2 separate regions of the Columba livia genome follow, and region 2 is linked to region 1. A link is a contact called in public Hi-C data. All regions are on one chromosome and are shown on one strand. Each heading gives the region's core, a stretch centred on a gene start, on an enhancer-like site or on the middle of the called end of the contact. The rest is flanking DNA. Distances are from core to core; before and after follow the strand shown. Region 1 has its middle 130 kb from the start of UBE2V2. Region 2 holds the start of SNAI2 (snail family transcriptional repressor 2).

Region 1 (3,490 bases), core at 172-2,671:
TGTCATCTAAGTGAGATTCGCCTATTTCATTAGAGTTTTGTGCACTTCAGTGAACTTGGGTAGAGCTGTGTGAAAGGTCTCTGCAGAAATAAACATAGCAGTTCGGGGGCTATCTGTAGTTTTTCTTAGTGATTTATATATTTTAAGATTAGAGCTAGCATTTTGCAAAATGCTGTTTGAAGTTGTTAATCAGGTTTGCCTGAACAGACTGAACCAGAGAGAGGTAATTGGTTAAGATTATAGCTAAAAGATCATGACCTCTCACTGTGAAATGTATCAGTATATGTTCTTGTATAGGTCTGTTCTGTGTTTTTTTGGAGAAGGCACTGTCAATGAGATAGTGAAGAATACTTCTTTGTCATTTGGGAGTAGCATCTCTATCTCAAATCTGCTGTTGCTAATGGGAGTTATTTTAACTAAACACTTCTGCGTTCATTCGACTTGCATTTTGGACAGGAATAGTGCTATAAGGTGAGTTTTCAACTTTTTACAAATAAAACCTAACAGGGAGCCTTTACACAGCACCACAGCACCCACAGATACAAACCAACTTAATAAACTGTCACAATTCATGTAGTTACTGCCAAACCTGATTCATTTTATGAATAATTTTAGTTGGATCTTAGTGAGAAAAAATGAACAGCATGAGCAACAAATTTCCAGACAGAAACATGGAGGAGGGAGAGTATGTATAGACACAGTCTGTGGGGGCCTGTGACTTCACCGCGCTTCACACGATAAGAGGGTTCACTTCGGGAGCCGGTAATGGGACGGAGACTTGAAAGGCCAGGCTGCAGGAAGCGGGGATGGTGAGTCAGGACATGGCAGCCTTCCCTGCGAGTCATCCTTGAATCACTGCCCTGGTGCTGCTCATAGTGGGAACCGGATTAGTAGAGATGCTGCTCCTTCAGATGGGATTTCAAACTTGGGTTGTGAGCATGATATGTCGTTAAGCATTACGTTCTGTTTCTTCTCGAGAGCATGGATTTCAGGTCTCGCAGCTGGTCTGATCTCCAGTTTGGCTGCCTGTGTTTTGCAGCCACCCCCCTCCGCAGCGTGCACGGACACACTGTGTCTCCTTTCTGACCCCAGACCCCATCCCCCTGCCACGAGTCCCTTCCCGCTCCCGTCTTGCTTCTAGCCAAAGCCACGGCATAGCCGTAGACCTGGAAGTTTTGTGCATGGTTGCTAACTAGCTGTAATTTCCTGTTACGTGCACATTTATTTCCTATAGCGTTTGATCAGTTTACAGGGAAAGGAAGAGATCTATGTTGGGGAGTGAATAGCATCATTAGTGATTGTAGGGGCACTTGTGAGGAGGGTACGTGGAGTGGCTGGTCAGGCAGGCGCCATTCAGGCCACAGCTTGGAAAAGGCACCTTACGGAGTGCCGCGTTCTCATCTGTGTCGCTTTTGACGAGGAGGACGAATTCCACTTCGTGGCGGATTGTAACCCGCAAGGAGGCAGCTCCCAGCCGCGGCTGAAACGCCGCCCGCGCCGGGCGGGAGACCACCGAGCGACACCAGCCGACGAGGCAGAACGGCGCCACCTGCTCCGCCCTCCCGGCGCCTCGGCCCCGTCCCCCGCCGCGGCACGGAGCTGCCGCCGGGCCGCCCGCGGCGGCGCCGGGCGGGCCCCCTGCCTCGCGGGAGCCGCGGCGCCGGCAGCGGCCGCTAGATGCCGCCCGGCCCAACGGCTTGGCGGCGGCTGGCGCGGAGGCCGGGGCGGCGGCGCGGCGGGGCCGCGGCTGTCCCGTGGCTGTCCCCGCGGCCCCGGCGCGCCCGCCCGGGGAGCGCCCTCCCGCCTCTGGTGCCGAGCCCGGCGCTCCCGGTGCCGCCTTTCCGCCCCGCCAACCGGCGTTGCCTGGAGGTGTGTTCCGGAGCGGGCAACTTGTCGAGTTTCACTCCTCCGGAGGGGGTTGGGGTCGGGTGAGGGGAGACAGGGTCAGACACAAGCCCCCGTGGCCAGGCAGGGCCACCAGCCTCATGGGTCGGCGTGGCCAACGTCCGGACAGGGCTGTGACGGGGACTAACGGCCTTGGGCTGTGATCACATGGGGCTCCTGAGCCACGGGTGGGTTGGGAGTGCACTGGGCAAGATCACCAAATTCAAGCACTGGCTGGGGTTCATGGGGCTCCCTCATTCAGGGAGTGCAGAGCGACCAGCACAGCGGTCATCTGGTGGTGATGGGGAGGTGCCAGGGACTGAAACCAAGTATTCTGTGCATTGGAGAGGTTCTCAAATGATCTTGCTATAAGACAAACTGACAACAAGCAACCCTCCATTGGATTACAGCAAGTAGTTTGGATGCTGAATTTCGGTAGCAATTGACTGTGTTGCCCTTCTGAACCTTGTGTGTTTCAGTTTTCCCTCATCCAGCGTACCACTTAAAAGAATGGATACGTTGACTGTAAGCTTGGTTTATAGGAGCAAAATCCTGTGAAGAACACAGACCCATGCTGTAACAGCCGGCTGGCTGTGTGTGTTCATTGGGGAAAAAGTCAAGAGCAGTCAGTTCACACTTCAAGACTGGCTCTCAAGGAGGCCAAGGCCACAGAGATTTGGGGATTATTCATATTTCAAGGCCAGTTTGCGATATAAAATTGTTTAGGGACTACAGGAATATAAGCAATTGCCACATGTAGTGGTGGTTCTTTTTGTTGTGTTTTTTGTTTTGTTTTGTTTTGAGGAAGAGGTTTGTATTACTTAAAAATTGCCTACCCTTGCTAATTTAGCATCTGTGTGGAATGCTGTATTGTCTGGCTCCTGAGCGAGCAGATAGCAGAAGTGTAAGCACTTCCTGCACAGCTTCTTTGCCTGCGACCTGGACCGACCCCATGAATGTCGAGTCGGGGTGAGCAGTATGGGACTGGGATGCTTTCTCCTGTTATCGCTGGTGTGTTAACCTAGCAAAACTGCTTAGCTTCTCTGCTGAGCTTGCCACATAGTTCCATCTGTAATGTAAACATTTGTCAACTAACTGCACTGAAACCACAATTTCATTTTGTGTAGGCTACCGAACAGCTGTCAGAGGGGAATAACTTTGGTTATCGCTTGTCTTAACCACCGTCCTAGATGCAAGAGCTTCTGAATGTCTTTATCCTTGCTTGTCTTTCCTGCTTTTGGACTGGATCCTTCTCAGCTATATGTTTTCAGTCTCTCGATGTTTAAATAACCCCCAAGAGTGTGCTGGATGTTATTCTGCAGAACTCAAGTAGATTAGACAGGAGCATTGAGTTCATCGGATCGCTATGGATCCAGTCAGTTCTTCTGTGCACCTCCTATCCATTAGTGCCTCATCTCTAAGAGAATTTGTGATATTAGTTTTGACAGGATGCATTATTCTGTACAAGGTTGTGTCTTAAAATCATGAAACTATGAAAAGAGGATTCTCAGGAGAGCATTACTGTAATGGCAGATGAGATGAGATCTCTGAGAATTTTTTTTCTGTCAGCATGGACATGCATGTTGCTTTCAAAGTGACAGTAGGC
Region 2 (3,335 bases), core at 301-2,800, 280 kb after region 1:
AAGCAATGAAACTTCCTGAAGGATTTATATAAAACTTTAAATTCCAACACCAGCAGATACAGAACAGGAAAACTCCAAATCCTCTCTAAGTAACTGAGTTCAAGTGGATGAGCAAATTCTACTATTCATTCTGGGCAGCGCTGACACGTTTCTCAAAGCTCCCTCCTTATAAGCAAAAGGAAAAAGAGCTAGCAATGAACTAACCCACTCTCCTGAGCCCAAAAAGCAATCCCACCCCTCCTCGCTACTGCCACGCAATGACCGCAACCTCAAAAGCAGCGCAGTGGCACAAAGTTTCATTTTGCTACCTGTATGAGTGTCCAGTTCGCTGTAATTCGGCTTCTTGGATGAGTTGAAATGTTTCTTGACCAGGAAGGACCGTGGCATTTTGGATGGCGGGTTTTGTCCTTTTCCCAGGCTCTCCTGGTGGGTGGGTAGGTGGATGGGTGTAAGGGTCCCCGGCTGGCGCTGCAGCAGCCCCACGCACACGCGATCACTGCGAGCGCATCGGTCCCTATCGCGCTGCCTAGCCGGCGCGGTCCATCCACTGCGGTCGTGTAGTGGCAGCGCAAAGGCGCCTTGAAAAGTGCTGTAAATACCCACGAGTCAGGTGCAGGGGGGAAGGGTTTCCCGCTCCTCCAATCGCTTCGGGATGTTCTCAAGCACTTTTTTTTCTTTTTTTTTTCCAAAGAGGCTGTTGTTCTGGGAGGGCTCTGGGGTTGCTGGCGGGAGGGATCCAATCCTCGCTCAGAGGGTTTGGTTCAGGTTTCAGCTCCTCCCGCTGGATACAGCTGTGAACGGAGGAACGAGCTGTGGTCAGAGCGCCTTATCCTGCGACCAAATGGGTGTATGTGGCTCGGTAGAATTTCAGTCCAGAAAAACGTGTTGGTCAAAGTGGTGTCTTTTTTCCTTTTTTTTTTTTTTAAAAAAAAAAAAGGTCAGTTTACTGATTCAGCTGATTTTTTTTTTTATTTTATTTTTTTTTTAAAAAGCAAACTCAAGTCTGTTTTCCAGATGTTTGATACAAGAATTACAATGGAACAAAATGTTCGTTAAGCACTGAAGCGGGGCGGGGGAGGGAGGAGGGGGCACGGATGGACACGGACATTACAAGATAACAAGTTAGCCAGCAGAGCTATTGGAAGTCTTTGAACTGACTGTGTGCCTGCTCCGCTTGGGAACAGCCTTTGAATACTCGCGTTTAGGAAAGGCTGGAGAATTGCAGCCTGCCTCTCTAACCTGCACCCTTCCAGGCAGAAGAGCCACTGAGACACCGCAAGTGAGTTCAAGGAGAGGGAGAAGACCTGGAAAAGAACATTTCAGAGCAGGGTGATAGGTTTTACATAATATGCCTACTACTTCAGACTGTTCATACACAGACTACTTTCTTTTTTACATTAAAAGTCTGCAGAACGCAAAACCTCGACCTTTCCTTCCTTGGGAGTAGTTATGTCACTCTTTTGCCTATCCTCTCAGAGCACTGCCAAGGAAATTTTCCTAATTATCCAAAGCAGTCAAAAGATGCACAGATAAGCACCCCCCCAAAAAAAAAAAAAATTATAGAGTGGGTAATTTAAATGTCTTTTAAACATCCTTCTCCATTAGTATATTTAAGACCACTTGATTTCCTATGAAGGTATAATCTGTATTATGTATTTCATTTAGGATAAAAGTCTCTTAAATGTGCCACAGCATTTTCTGGTTACCTAGACTGATTCAGAGGAGACATTTAGTCACAGATAGGTTTTTTAATTTTAAAGTATTTGCATCTTGAAAATATGGACAGCTGAATGCTGGTGAATTTCTAACACAAATTACACTCTGATTGACTCTTGGTCTGCCCTCCCCACCCCTTTCCCCCACTCCTTGTGTATTACCTGCACCTGCCTGGGCACATACCGGCATGCCGTGCTGGCGTGCAGCTAGGGATCTGTCCTGTCAGGAGGAGGAGCGGAGGGGTGTTTTACAGAGACCACCCCAGCCCTTTTTTGTAGCAGGTGTTGGAATAGACGTGGAAAAAAAAAATTGCTCTGGTTATGTTAAGACACGTAAGGGTAAAGTGCTTTGTCAAGTTGTGTGACTTCTTAATCTTGGAGATGCCAAAACAAGTGCAGAGAAAGTTAGCTATTTTCAAGAACTGATTAAAAAGATTCAGCTGTTCAGTGTCTAACTCTCATGTCCATCAGTGAAAGGTGTCACATGGATTTCCAAGCTGCAGGCAACGCACCCAAGCTACAGGAGGAAAGGGAAAGTGGTGAGGAAAGGAACTTCTCAGGTACCTGCTTTGCAGCTGGGCTGGAAGAACAACTGTAGCTCTTCCCTGAAGGGAGAGCAAAGACACAGGCTGTTGATTTCCTCAACTCCACAGAAATGAAGAAATCCACAAAGCATTTTTAAAAGGTTGCATTTGTGGTCTATGCTCCCCTCTCAGCTCTGTTCCATCTGAGAAGTCCCCATCCCCTGCCAACTCTGGGAAAGCATTGCATTTCAGGATGTGAGGCATTAGTCTGTATCTAAATAGTCTGTTACATGAGCTGTGATTCAGACCTCCAGCTCGTTTAAGTTTGTGTGTTGAAATGAATGGAGCCATGCAGATTTTCACTGGCTCAGGATCTGTTCTTTTGTATGTCTGTTAAAAGTAAAGGGTCTGATTCACCAGTGAGGTACTCGCTCTCGGGGCATTTTCACCAGCACAACACTGGAGTGATGCAGTTTAAATTAATTGCACTTATATAAATCACAGGAGCGTAAGCAGTTAGCCCACTGGCTGGGCTGATTGAAGGATGTTAGGAATTGGACAGAAGGCATGTTATTACATGGGCCTGAAGGATATTAGCAGCACATACTACCTGAGTGAGGTCTGCTGTCAAAAAAAGGGAGAGTCTGCATGAGGAGTGGGTGAGTCAGAGTAAACAGGTGTTCTGAGTGTTTACGGGAAATGTGGATGAGAGGGCACTCGGAGACATGCAGCATCTATCCCCCTGCAAGAAAGGCAACACAAAGGTCGAGTGCAGAAAACAGGAGGCTTCCCCTTCTGGGGTGGGGGTGGAGGAGGAGCAGTGAGATGTAGGGATTGCAGAGTGCGGTGGATGGCTCCAACAATCATGCCGTCTCCAGGGAAAGACTTGCACCCACCTCTGAAAAATCACACCTAGAGCTTCCCTCTCACATTTTACAAATAGTTGGTCTTTTGGGGATTCTTTACATTGTTACTTTGAAAGCTCGTGCAAAGCTGTTTTGTTAATGCCACTGTGCTGATAATTGCTGCTCTGAGAAGCAGGTAGAAAGTGATCTGAGCAGTTCTGTTGCCTGAGACCTTGGCATGTGCTTTGCAC

What was found. A called contact is a pair of places that touch in the nucleus more often than the background predicts.
Region 2: a Hi-C map of crop shows a contact between it and region 1, with 5 times the contacts expected there. The contact joins the promoter of SNAI2 here to the enhancer-like site in region 1. A contact is called at or near these places in 2 of 2 Hi-C or Micro-C datasets (crop and liver).

What each region holds. Positions count from the first base shown.
Region 1 is chr2:118,865,325-118,868,814 of bColLiv1.pat.W.v2, forward strand. No RefSeq gene overlaps it. Among named protein-coding and RNA genes, the nearest start is that of UBE2V2, 130 kb to the left of the region's middle. Within about 2 kb of position 1,422, at least 3 of the 3 cell types and tissues checked have an H3K27ac peak away from gene starts, as active enhancers do.
Region 2 is chr2:119,149,301-119,152,635 of bColLiv1.pat.W.v2, forward strand. It overlaps SNAI2 (snail family transcriptional repressor 2), which reads right to left and starts at 1,551. Exons shown (of 3, transcript XM_005502842.4): 1 at 309-1,551. The coding sequence starts at 387.